Regions from separate parts of the Mus musculus genome. Here all the other regions are linked to region 3. Evidence: chromatin contacts called from public promoter capture Hi-C data. All regions are on one chromosome and are shown on one strand. The core of a region is the stretch at or near the end of the contact, and the rest is flanking DNA. Distances in the headings are between cores, read along the strand shown. Region 1 overlaps Enah (ENAH actin regulator). Region 2 holds the start of Ccdc185 (coiled-coil domain containing 185). Region 3 holds the start of Trp53bp2 (transformation related protein 53 binding protein 2).

Region 1 (4,540 bases), core at 982-3,481, 510 kb after region 3:
TGCGACAACTCTACAATACACTCTGAATGGCTAGCACGTCCATAGCAAACAATCTGAATGTACAAACCTTAGCGTGGTGCTGAAATCTCTTGAGAATAGTAACCGTGATCTCAAAGTCTGTTCAAAACGTGTCAATCAGAACTGAAGATGAACCGCTGATGAATGTCCGGTCCTCATGCCGCAGGCGTGTTTCCTGTCTAGGTTTTCAGTTCTCTGCTGTTACCACCATAGCTGTTCCAGTTAACTCTCCTACACACTAACTTCATTTGTGCGATTGAAATAAAATTGCAGTATGTGCATGTTTCTTGTTTGTGACACTTAGATGGTCTTCTGCAATGATGTGTTAATTCCAAACCAAGTGATACTGGGTGTGAAATCAGCACCTTAGGAAGCCCAGGGTTTCACTGTTTACAGTTTAAACATCATGTCACTGTTCTTTAAAGATTTCATCCACGTCTGGCGTAGTGGAAAACACGAAGGGAATATGTAATGATCTTTCTACCTTTTGTTTTGCAGTAAGCGCTGTGTGCCTCTTCTGTCTTACATGCTCCCAGCACAGCTTGTAGTCAATGTGGTGAAAAGTGTTTTACTCCATTCTTTTGTCCTATAACACAGTCATATATATATTTCACTTCATTTACACGGTTCATTTTTTTTCTTTATGTAATTTGCATATTAAAGGATATTGCCAAGTAATTAACTTTAAATGTAGCAGTCTGTACCCTCTACAGTGATCTCTTTATGTTGGCTTTTTATATATACTTATATATATGTCTCAGCACCTTTATCTATTACAAAGTTCCATTTTCCAAACTTGTAATTTCCTCATTAGAAGTACAACTCTGTCTGTGTGTGTGTGTGTGTGTGTGTGTCTGTGTGTCTGTGTGTGTGTGTGTGTGTGTGTGTCTGTGTCTGTGTGTCTCTGTGTGTGTGTGTGTGTGTGTGTGTGTGTGTGTGTGTGTGTGTGTGTGTGTGTGTGTGTGTGTCTTTCCCCCTTTATCAGACCTCGGCATCTCTCCCAAGCTCCTCCGTCCTCTTTGTGCTTCCTGTTCCTGGCATTAATTTGCATTTGCAACCACCTTGTGTTGCTCACTGTTGTGAAGACAGCCAGCTGATTTTTCTTTTGGTTCCAACTTACACTCCTGCTTTATCTACAAATTAAAGTCACTTAAATTCGAAAATGAATTAAGTAGCAAGTCCTAAGCTTTTCCATTTGCTTAGCTAAAATTACTGTCTCTTAACTTTTGCCCATCTTTGCAGTGAGGCTGTGAAGAATTCATGTTTGTACGATTCAGGGCTTGCCAGGCAGGGCTGCAGGAACTGTTTGATTTCTTGTCGCCATGAGAATTACTTAAGCCCTTTACCACGGTCTTTAATCCTATGGGCGTATCTGTAATCCAGCATCCTGGAGACAGAAACAGGAGGATTGTGGATCTGATGTCAGGCTGGGATGCATAGAGAAACCGTGTCTAAAACAAATCAGTAAAATCCTATGGGTCGTAAGCATAAAAACGCGGAGCATAAAGGAACTCAAGATGAACATAAAAAGCAGAGTGTAGGGGGGTGTCTGTCCCTTTATCACACTAGAAAGCCCACTTCCAAAGGCAGAATAGTTTTCACTTCCAGACTCAACCTGTTCTGGTGACGGCATTTTTGTTTTTAATACAATTGGTATCTGATCATCTCCCCAGAGCTCTGTGACTCTTTGGTGAGAGGCATTTACTGTTTTATAAGTTCAGTTCCTTTTTTTTTTTTTTTTTAATCAAAACTTGTTGTATTTTAAAGAATCTGACTAAACAGTTATTCTGGTCAGTACTTCATGTGAAGATCCTGGAGAACATGTACGTACAGGAATCGCTTTCAGTTAAGCATACGCCTGTTTGAGAAACTAAAATCGTCAATCTCTCAAGAGAAGCCATTTATTTATGCCAAATATTCTTGGGGTTGAGGGCGGGGATATGATATAGTCTTTCTATTCCCAACATCAAAATAGGCTCTGCACTAAATCTTGTTCCCTTATGTTTACCTTGGTGGCTTTTTGAAGTACCAAGCTTCTTTCTAAAGCCTCTTTGTGGGTGAATGTGAGAATGAGCATGTAGAAACCAGTGTTCAACCTTGGCACCCACCTGCTTTGAGACAGGGTCACAAATTCAGCTAGACCTGCTGGCAGTGAGCCTCAGGAGATCCTGTCTGCTGCTTGCTGCTGGGTTGCCTAGCTTGTACCACCACGCCCAGCTGCTCTGTTTTACATGGATTCTGGAATCTTAACTGATGACCTTGTGCTTGCAAGGGAGGCAGACACTCTTCCAATTCAGCTAGCTTTCTAGCCCTGCCCCCCCCCTTTTTTTTTTCTTTATATCTTAATGCTGGAACAATGAAAGATTCAAAATTTAAACATTAAGATTGATTAGTTGATTAGAAAAGAAAGTAAAATGGTACAGTAAAATTACCATTTACAGACAGGGGCCTTCTATCGGTACAATATTAATGAATACCTCACATAAGGAAGATGGGGCTTTAGGATAAATTTGAAAATTGTTGAAGTATGAACTATGTTAATTTGTAAAGCAACCGTCACTGAAGGGTAGAAAGTGACTTGGTTACTGTGACTTGATGTTAAAAAGAATTTTCTACAATCATTGGTTCTATTTGTTGAAATTGTAAAGATAGGGATTGTGTGAGGAGGAGAGGGTTTGGGAAAGGGCGTTTCCCTTCGGTTATAGATGCTCTGTTGTAGAACTCCCTGAGCACCTGTAGGTTTCCAGTGCTTGCTCATTAACATAGAGAATAACTGAAAACTGAAGCTTTGGTTAAGTGCTTGAACCAGAGATCAGTCACCACACCCTACCTAGTTTGAAGCTTACTGGGTATTCCAATAAAGAGCTTTTAGAAGTTTTTGGTGTGGAACCCCAGGATTCCTGGATAAAGGAGGCCCAGATAAGAGCGGAGAGGGAGGAGTACTTGACTCTCTTGAGTTAGGAAACTCAAGAGCATGGTGAACTCATCACTAAATCCAGCCTTTTCTAAACAAAAATTAAACAGAGTTAAAAGAATTTCACATTCTAATAAAAGTTAGAAATGTCCATGCACTTCATTGAAGAGCTATTTGTAAGTGACAGTCTCCATTTAGCCCGTAAATATGTCTCAGCTGCCCCCTTCTGAGTCCAGAAAGATGTCCTTAGCAGTAGAAACAGACTCCTTCAAAAGAAAATTACATGTCTAATACAGGCAGTGAGTGATGTTGCCGATAGATAGGGTGTTAGCCGGCGCTGGGTGTCGCAAAGGAAATAAAACCCCAGGGAAAGAAGTGTGCATCGAGTCTGGCTCTGGGATTCATCCCTGTTGTGGTGGGAATACACAGTGTGTATGAGGTCCCTAGTATTGAAAAAATCAAAATGCAGCTTTAATCATGAAGTAAGTAACACAGGAACCTTTTTCAAGTTTGATACCTAAGGAAAAAAAAATGTTTGAAATTCAATATTCTCTAGTCAATTCTGTCTACCCAGCCTTCCTATAAAGTTTTGGTTTGTTTTTGTTTTGTTGTTTTTAAGATTTTAAACTTCTTTTAGTAGAGACATAGAAGATTGTCATTCCATGGCCAAGTTTCACCTAGGTGAGTTTTGGCATTTGATATTCTAACTTCTGGAATTTCTCTGAGTATTTTGATCCTCAGTTCTGAGGTCTGTCTGTTTGGGGGTGGGGCGGTTGTCTTTAAACCACAAGCCCTACATGATGCCAAAGCCACCAGGCCTCTCTTGTGTATCAGGAGTAGAACTAAGTTGGCTTAGCCCTTTGGGGACCAACCTTGTTGCGTAGTGTGTGGTACCAGCTTTGCGCTTTGCCTGGGAAAACTGTATCTCAGAAAGGTAATTAGGAAGGTCTCAATATTTAGGTGGTGGTGGTAGGGACAGGTTAAAGTCTAGATACAATTTCTGTTGACCACAAGGGCAGGGAGCAGTTTCAGGAGTTTGTCTACTTACTCTGGACACCTTGCTTCATTTGCTGACAGTGAACTTGGGCATCTGTGGTTCCTGTGAGACATCTCAGATGTGTATCTTGTCTCTGTGCTCCTGTTTAACTGTGGATGTGAGCCCTGAGGCACCCAGCCGTTGACTTGGGACTCTGCCAGATTACATGTGTGTAAGGTCCCTTCTACTTCTGGGATGTAGTTTGAGTTTCTTCATTCACATGTCCTCAAGCTGTGATCAGTCTGTTATTTCACCCAAGAAAACAGAATTCTTCTGTATGCATATGGGTGTTTTACCTCCATGTATATATCTGTGCACCACACATGTGCCTGCTGCCTTTGGAGGTCAAAGAAGGGCATCAGATCCCCTGGAACTGGAGTTCTAGACAGTAGTGAGCTACCCTTTGGATGCTGGAGCTTCTGAAAATACACACAAAGTGCTGTTAATGGCTGAGCCATTTCTCCAGCCCCCTTCTCTCTGACCTTAAAGAGTAGCTTTTGAATGTTTAGAATTACTAGATCGTGTTTGGTGAAATCTTTATATCCTATTTATGAGTGAAGTAAGAGCAAATG
Region 2 (4,228 bases), core at 914-3,413, 340 kb before region 3:
CCTTCACCTGCACACTGGGGCACACTCAAGTGCACAAACACACGCATAGACACAGTGGCCTGCCATGATTTTAGTACTCAGCTTTATATTTGTTATTGCACATATTTGTGTGTGCACACACATACTTGAGTGTGCCACAGTCTGCATGTAGAGGCCAGAGCAGATGTTGTGGGAGTTGGCTGGTTCTTTCTACCATGTGGGTCCCAGAGATCAAACCCATCATATAAGACCTGACAGCGAGTACCTTCACCCGCTGAGGCCCACCTTTTATAAGGGCTATGTAGTGTGAAGTGACCACGGGCATTCTGAGTTACGGCCGCTGTGATTGCTCCTGGGTAGCCTCGACTGGCTGCCTCACATGGTCTTTAAGGCTTTCAAGCATGTAAAAGCTTTTGACCTTGTGGCACAACATTGTCATCTACAAAGCGGATACTTGATAACTGGTTAATGGAGTACACACACACACACACACACACAAACAAACACACAATAAAGTTTTAAGTTAGCCATTTTATATAGGGCTGCATTTATAGTTAGTGAGGAGGTGGCCTCAGATCCACAGGTGGAGCGTATCTTCATGAATAAGCCAATAGGAAGACTTTTACAAGTTGTACCATGGGTACCAGGCATCCTTGATATTGCTGTGAGATAGACCAGGTACACTCTGACTTGATTGAAGTCACTTTAGTCCTGACCACTATCAAGTCTCCTACTTCTAACCCAAATCAAGGGAAATCTGCTGTTCACATTGCTCCCTCGGACCACACATTTGCCAGCGAGTCCCAACCAAATCATACTTAGCGCTGTCCTGGTCTGCCTGCTCCCGCCTTCTGCCTCACAGCATATTGAAGCTGTTCTTACAAACTGGAATGATGTTGTGGAACAAGTTTACCAACGTCTTTTACAGGGGCTCTGCCCTCACGGATCAATCATCTGTGGATGGTCCCAGACCCTTAGTTCCACCATCATGGCCTGACCCTGAGGTCCACCATCATGGTGGTTTAATGCCAAAACGTGCAGTTTGGAGGCATATATTCAGACCATAGCAACCCTAGAGGAGGGTAAACCCAGTCTTAGCTTGACCCGACAGAACCTGAGAGTCACTTTTCTGACATTTTACCCAAACTGGGTTAAAATTACATGAATCTAGTACATCTTTTCAGCTAGAAGTCTGCAGAAGAACTTTTAAATACAGTTAAGTGTTAAAAGCTTTAACTGGAACTTAGTAGGACACCATTTATTGACTGCATTCTGGTGGCAGGTGTTCCACACACTTCATTTCACCTCGCCTTCAAAGTAGCCCAGCTTTCCAGAACTTGGGCTCATGGGAGGAATGCGCTCAACATCACAGGGCTGAAAGCAGAAGATCCAGTCACTTGCCCTTTGGCAAGGTGGGGGGGGGGATCTCACAAAAGTTGGGGGGGGGGAGACAAATGGCCAATAAATGAAATCTTCGAGGGGCTATTTGAAAACAGTGCAGACAAAATTCATATTTTGATTTCTAAAAAAAAAAAAAAAAGCTGTAATTTACACATTAGAGGAAAACCAGAATTGCTTGTTGCTGTTCTAAAGTTCACAAAGGTAACTGTGAAAGCATCCCTTGGGCTTGCTAAGGCTCAGACCAGTGTGCTTCAGGGACCGTTTCCTTTCCACACCTTACATGCACAGAAGGCTTAGTGAGGTTGGTGAGCTGCTTAGCCAGGTAAGGGCACTTGTCTCAAAGCCTACATTCGATCCCTGGGACTCAGATGGTGTAAAGAAAGAACCAACGCCTACAAGCTGTCCTGAGCTGCCCACACACCAGTCATGGCTTCTACATGTCCATCCTCACAGACACACATAGAACAAACATAAAAATAGAGACGTGACTCCAAAGGACAAGCAAAATCCCCCTTCCTCAACACTACACTTTGCCCCTCTCTCCCACTAAACTCTTTAAGTTGGAGCCCTTGGCCTGGAGCTTCCACAATCCACTAATGGAAACACTGATGCTGTCACGATTCTATACACCACCCTTGTTTCCTAGACTTCCAGCCAGCTCATCAAAGGCCAGGTGCACTGAGGCCTTTAAAGACCAGATGGCACCAGGATGCATTGTGAAGTGGCAGGAGCGTCACAGGCCACATGGATCACAGGATCTGAGCGTGGGCTGGGTGTCTGCAGTGGCCCCCTGAAGGTCCGTCGACCTTCTGTAGACTCTGGGCCAGCCGGGAAGGGAGCATGGCCGGTTTCCATCTCTTCTCCCCACGGTCCTATGGGGAGCTCGGGGAACCCTTGCTAGCTGGAGAGCAGGAGTTCGCAGCCCAGCTGGGCTGGTCTGAGTTGTCTCTGAGTCCCTGGGCCCAGACTCCTGGCGCCGAGATCGAGACCGAGGTGCCCTGGGTGCACCCAAAGTGTTCGCCCACTGGGCGGTCCCGCCGGCGTGGGTATATGACCTTGCCACGAGAAAGCCACAGCCTGACATACGTGGCCCGAAGACCCTCGGACCGAGCCAGGAAGCACAGGTCCGGCAGCCTCTGCCTGGAAGGAGCCTGCGGGGAGGCACCAACCAAGTCCAGCAGAACCTGGCAGCAGCAGCAGCCGCCACGGGATCAACCCAGCCCGCGCTACCCTGCAGCCCGGGGAGATTCATCCCTGCAGTACATCCGGGAAGCTTTCAGTCCCCCGAATGCTGGAACGTTGCTTGTAGAAAACACACACCCTGGAGACCGGTGGGCAGTGCCGGTGGGCAGACGTGTAGGTCTCTGGTCTCCTTCCTCGGTTCTCACCGACAAGTCCTCTGTTCACTCCCTAGAGTTATGTAAGCAATCCACCCAGAATAGGAGTAACCGCGACCTGACTGAGTCCTTAAACAAGTATGACTGTCCCTCTGCCTCCTGCAAAGAGAAGAGTAGCCAGCACGCTCAGGTCCTCAAGAGCAAGCTGGACGAGACGGTTATATCTTTGAGGGACCAGAAGATCTTGGCCCTGGTGCTGAGCAGGCTCAAGAAGGCCCAGAGGATGCGAGAGCTGCAGCAACAGGCTGCAGTCGCCTGGGAAGAGCTGAAGCGCTCAGACCAGAAAGTTCACTTGACCCTCGAGAGAGAGCGCAAGCTGCTGCTGCTGCAGAGCCAGGAGCAATGGCAAGGACAGAGGGAACAGCACAAGCCTCAGAGGGGCCATGGCCATGAGCAGCCTCACCAGGGTTACAAGCAGCAGGGACCGCGGCGCGACCGCCAGGCAAGGAGCGCTGTTCGGTCAGAGAACGAGAGTGAGTGGATGGTTCAAGCTGACAACCCGGAGATCCGAGGCCTGGCCAAGATGGACAAGGTGCAAGCGCAGGCCGAGCATCTCAAACAGTGCCAAGTGCAGAGTCTGCGGGAGCAGGAGAGGGTGCTGCAGAGTGTTCGGGACCTGAACAGGCTGCAGCTGCAGAAGAGGCTGGAGATAGCGGGTCACAAGAGGGAGCATGTGATGATGGAGAGCCCGAAGAAGCTCCAGGAGAGCAACCTGAGCACGGTTGTCAACTTCCAGGCCCGCAAGGTTCTCATGGACTGCCAGGCCAAGGCGGAGGAACTCCTCAGGAAGCTGTCGCTGGAGCAGAGTTCCCAGAGCTCCCAGAGCTACCAGGACATCCAAAAGGGTCTGGTGAAGGAGCAGAGGCACAGAGAGCAGCAGGCAAAGGCCCAGACTGAGGCAGAGCAGTTCCAGAGAAGGAGATGGCATGCCGAGGAGGCAGAGGAGCTGCTCCAAGTGAGCAAGCGGGTGCTGGCAGAGCTGGCTGAACAGAAGAGCAGGCAGGCCAGGAGTCATGCGCACAAGACCACCAGGGACAGGGCGCAGCACCTGCAGGAGCTGAACATCCTGCGCGAGAGGAACCATCATATCTTGAAGCTGACAGCGGAGAAGGAGGAGAAGTGTCACATCAAGGGCATCAAGGAAGCCATCAAGAAGAAGGAACAAAGGTTAGCGCAGATGACCTCAGGGAAAGATCCCATCTTCCAGGAGTATCAGAAGGGTCCCGCGTCCTCCAAGATAAACCGCTGCTTTGACCAGGTGGCAGCAGAGCCCCAGCTGTCCGTGCACCTGCAGAGTGGAGTCTACTGAGAACCCAGGAGGAAGAAGGCACAGCCTGGCAGCCAGACAGAGACACCATCATGCAATTCCGCTTTATAATCCGATTTTAATCGAGCATTGATTTTTAAAAATGTATATAAAATAGCTGCATTTTCCTCCCATGAATTAGCTC
Region 3 (4,548 bases), core at 1,296-3,795:
GAACAGCCTGGGCTGCAGAGTAGGTACCACACCAGCCAGATACTACATACACAGCAAGACCCTCTCTCAAAGAACCGAAATGTACTTTTACGGGCTTAGTAGCTTAGTGATGAAGTGCTTGTCTAGCATGTATACAAGATCCTGGTTGGATCCCAAGTACCACACACACACAGAAGTTTTATTTTCAAGTACCCTAATAACACAAGTATAAAGGCATATAAAACTAAGGCTTGGGTGCTGGAAAGATGGCTTAATCATTAAGAGAATTTGTTATTCCTTCTTACAGAGGTCCCAGGTTCAATTCCCAACACGTACCTAGCCACTCAAGACCATTCATAACTTATTTTTCAGGGGATCTGATGACCTCTTCTGATCTCTGTGGGCACCAGGCACACACATGGTAAACAGGCATACATAAAATAAATCTCTTGTAAAAAGAACACAAGGATGCTAAATGAAAATGTATCATATTTTTATCTATCACAGACTAAGAATCTCATGTTTAATCACTGTTGCTAATTCAGGGTGTTTTCTAGCAACTATTCCAAGCCAGGCATCGTATTAACCCCTTCCTTCATAAACAGTGACTCCAATCTTCCAAAGCACCCTGAGAATTGGCATTGTATCACCCCCAAGATACAGATGATGAAGATGAGAGACAGATTTTTCTTAAACATCTGGGATCACTAATGCTGTGCAAAATTCCAAAGCGCATCAAATTTCAAAGCTAGAATAGCATGCACACTACACCTTTCCTAGTAAGTCTACTCTGACACCAGGAAAGCAGTCAAAGCCACCAGACTTGCTGAAGTGACTTTAGTCCCAAGATTCAATAACTTTTTACAAGAATTCTGATCATCTGCTATGTGGTTTGGAGAAAAACACCCCTACATAAAACAAAAAAAAAAAAAAAAAAAAAAACAAAGGATACCTTGATTTAAACTGATCTTTCAGGAAGAAATCATCCTGCAATTAAAACCACCTATTCTTTTCCTTTCTCTGTTCAGGGGAAGCTGATGGCAAGCTGCAAAGGTTTTTTCACAACAGTGAGATAAAAACACAGGAATAAAAAAGTTAACAAAACAGTCTATCATAACCAAGGTATGCGTTTTAAGATATTCACATCACAGCCCTAACTTAATAAATGAGACTAAACCATTAGTTACAAAATGCTAGTAATTCCAAATTTCTTGACTCTTAGCAATTGTAACCATCCCAAGCCACCTAATAACCTAATAACCAAAATATTATATATGTGTCCAACCTAGAAAAATTTAGGAACACCCTCCACAACGCAAAGGGGCAAAGAGACAGTATAGTATATTCTGCACGTGTAATTACAAAAAAACCAAAACAAAATAGAACATTGAAACACAAATTTTAACACTCTTTCTTGGATTTTATAAAAGCAAAAAAATTAAGTTGTTTTAAGTTTTTATCGTTTTGTTTTCTTAAACAAGTGATGCGATAAGAACGTGAGTTGATGAGGGGTTTAGGGATGGATATGGCTAAAATACGTGACCTTTCAAAGAATATATAAAAATTATTTTTTAAAAAAGGACTTAGGTTGACTGCGATTAATCCTGCTTGAGAGGAGAACAAATACAACACCCACGAGGAAATAAATACACGGCTGCAGGAGCCACCATAACCAGTCAGATCTTGTGCTTGCTAAGGGGGCTTTTCAGAAACACCTCCATTCAACCTGCAAGTCACCTGTGACGCTGGCCAAGTCAGATGCCAAAAGAATTCACTCATCTTTCTTAGAGGTCTTGCAGAAAAAAAGCTGGGGGAGCGGGGCACTGAAGTTTTCCTCTGAACTAAAACTTTCAAGGCTGCATTTACTAAAACCTGTTTCCACAAAGAGATAGATAGGGTGACATGGCTGCTATCACCAACATCAGATCGAAATTCAAGTTAAAAAAAAAAAAAACTGGCAGAAAGAAAAAGAAAGGCAAGCCTTTTCAAGCGCTATGCTTCACTTCAGTAAAAAGCCTCAAAACAATTCAAAGAAATAGGCTAAGAACAAGGTTCCCCGGCTCTTGACCTTCAAAACAAGCTTCCCCAAAGGTCTCATCCGAGAAGCAAAGTTTGGAGCAGCGGCCCGGGCTGCCGCACTGCCTGCGGGGCAGCATCGCGACCGTCGCGGGGACCCAGAGGGACGGAGCCTCAGAGCCTCGAAGCCCGAAGCTCCACCGGCTCCGCTGACCCGGCCCCCCCGCCCTGTACACTTCCGGGCCCCAGCACGCCCACCCGCTTACCGGCATCATTTTGGACCCGAACCGCATGGAAGCGGGGGTCTGGCGGCGGCCTGGCCGAGCAGAAGTGACCCGAGGGTCGCGGGCCCGGGGAAGCCAAGCGAGAACGAGGCCGCGCGCCCGGCGGCCGACCTGTTGCGAGGCAGCGGCGCTGGAGTCCCCTCAGCGGACCGGGACGCCACCGAGTCCGGGGCCCAATCCCCTCGCCCGTCTCCGGGACGCGGCTTTGTCTCGGCGCTCGCGACTCCCACCTCCTCCTCCTCCTTCTCGCCGAAACCAACTAATCCCGGCCGGGCCCCCACCGAGGCGCGCTGGCCCCGCCCCCCACGAAGCCCCGCCCGCGGCGCGCCCCAAGGCTTGAGGTAAGGGGGAGCGGAGCGCCAACCGGGCGGCGAAGGCGCATGCGCAGATGCTGGGGGCGGTGCCAGAGGGGGCGGGAACCTTTGCTCCGAGGGAGGAAGATGCAGGCGGCGGAGCTGCTCCTGAACGCGCCTCCAGGCGGAGCCAAGGCACGGGAGGGCGGCGCCGCAGGAGAACAATAATCGTAAAACGCGGGGATGGAGCCCAGGGCTGTGTCCCTCACCTCCTTGGCGGTTCCGAGTTGCTCAAGAGAGTTGAGCCCTTTGCCTTAGGAACCATGAACCAGCCACAAGGCGCCGGACGCCGAGGGGCCTGGGCGGCGCCGCCTCACACACCTGACTCAGGGCGCCCTGAGGGATCCGAGCGCCCCACAAGATGGAGACCTGCGAGTCCGCCGGGCCGGAGCACGTTCCTGACAGAAGGCGCTCTCGGATTTGTCCTCATCCCTCAGGCGATGTCCAAGACCCCCCTCTGAATGGCCTGTTACTTCTATAATGTAAGAAGGGAAAAGCCCTTCAGTGTTGAGAAGTGGGGGGGTTCCCTGTGTTTTGAACAGCACGCTCAAAGGATTTGAAAATGGGTAAAAACAGCTTTCTGGGGCGCTCTTCAGCTCATCACGACCTGTAAACACTTTTAACACAAGGACCATTTTTTGGAGCCGTCGAAGCTCACGCTGGGAAATTGGCAGTAGTTCGCTTTGATAGGGAGGCAGATAGTCGAGTCCATTATCCAGAGAGACATAGGCTTCAGGAACACTAACTCCACGAAGCTCATTTCACGTCAAGTAACCCGTGCAAGCTCATTTGGAATCAGAGGACAGAAGAGTCCCCAAAACGAAATGAAATGAAGCACCAGAATGTATACAGCTTCAAGAATGGAGCCAGCTGAATGTGGTAGCGTGCACTAGTAATCTCAGCGCTTGGGAGGCTGAGCCAGGAGAATTGCAGTGAGTTCCAGGCCAGCCTGAGCTGAAAGAGTAAGACCTTACCTCAAATGACACTTTTATAAAAATTAAATATAAATTGACCTGTGTGTGGCACAGATCTATATCCCCAGGTACTCAGAATGCTGAGGCAGGAAAATCCCAAATTTAAGGGTTCCCAGGGCAGCTTTAGCAGAATAGGTCTCAAAATGTAAACGGGGGGGGGGGGGTCCCTGGAGTCAGACATAGTTTAGTGATAGAGTGTTTAACATGAATAAACTCCTGGTTTTAATACAAAGCACAACAGAAAGAATGAGCACTTATTGTTTGTCGTCCCAGCACTAGAAGGCTGAGGCAGGACGTATCAAGAGTCTGAGGCCAGCCTGGGCTACATGCTCTGTCTCCAAATAAATAAACAACAAATAAAAGAATAATTATTTTTTTATTTTAACATATCCCTTACCCAAAAAAAAGAATCATCCAACTCCCAGTTAACATCATCCCAGCTACTCTATCATCCCAGCTACTCTATCTAAACATGAAATTAAAACTGATACAACTAGAATTACCCTGGGTTAAGTAAAGGAAGTCCACACCTTGACTTACTCAGTAAAATGTATCAAAATACTGTAGGTCTTCTAAGTACTGTGGATCCATCAATGAACAAAACAAAGCTGAATGGACAATAAAACCAGTCTACATACAGTCACCCAGAAGAAAAAAAGAAAAGAACAAGAAAAAAAAAAAAAAAAAAAAACTCTTTTTGTGTTGTTGTTTGGTTTTTGGTTGGTTGGTTGATTGGTTTAGTTTTTCTAGGTAATGTCACTCAGTGTAGCCTTAGCTGTCCTGGAACTCATAGACCAGGCTGTCCTCAAACTTACAGAGATCCACCTGCTTCTGCCTTCTAAGAGCTAGGATTAAAGGTGTGCACCATCACTGCCCAGCTCAGTAAAAGAATTCCTATTGTTCATTAATGCTCCAGTTCTCAGTGGATCAAGGAATGGGACA

Evidence for each region. Promoter capture Hi-C pulls out the DNA fragments that hold promoters and counts their contacts.
Region 1: a contact with region 3 is called in a promoter capture Hi-C map of embryonic stem cells, with 5 times the contacts expected there. The contact joins the enhancer-like site here to the promoter of Trp53bp2 in region 3. A contact is called at or near these places in 16 of 39 promoter capture datasets (the 3T3-L1 cell line, the C10 cell line, cranial neural crest and 10 more), 2 of 115 datasets of contacts at active chromatin or transcription factors (astrocytes and bone marrow-derived macrophages) and 2 of 9 other capture datasets (embryonic stem cells and macrophages).
Region 2: a contact with region 3 is called in a promoter capture Hi-C map of embryonic stem cells, with 5 times the contacts expected there. The contact joins the promoter of Ccdc185 here to the promoter of Trp53bp2 in region 3. A contact is called at or near these places in 5 of 39 promoter capture datasets (embryonic stem cells, hippocampal neurons, liver and 1 more) and 1 of 9 other capture datasets (macrophages).

What each region holds. Positions count from the first base shown.
Region 1 is chr1:181,898,717-181,903,256 of GRCm38.p6, reverse strand. Enah (ENAH actin regulator) reads left to right here. Exons shown (of 15, transcript NM_010135.3): 15 at 1-4,540. Among named protein-coding and RNA genes, the nearest start is that of Gm33669, 23 kb to the right of the region's middle. Within about 2 kb of position 2,231, at least 5 of the 459 cell types and tissues checked have an H3K27ac peak or open chromatin away from gene starts, as enhancers often do. A contact at or near this core is called in embryonic stem cells, where this site is marked.
Region 2 is chr1:182,747,115-182,751,342 of GRCm38.p6, reverse strand. It overlaps Ccdc185 (coiled-coil domain containing 185), which reads left to right and starts at 2,163. Exons shown (of 1, transcript NM_001033547.2): 1 at 2,163-4,217. The coding sequence starts at 2,221. The coding sequence ends at 4,086.
Region 3 is chr1:182,407,164-182,411,711 of GRCm38.p6, reverse strand. Trp53bp2 (transformation related protein 53 binding protein 2) reads right to left here and starts at 2,545. Exons shown (of 18, transcript NM_173378.2): 1 at 2,262-2,545. The coding sequence starts at 2,288.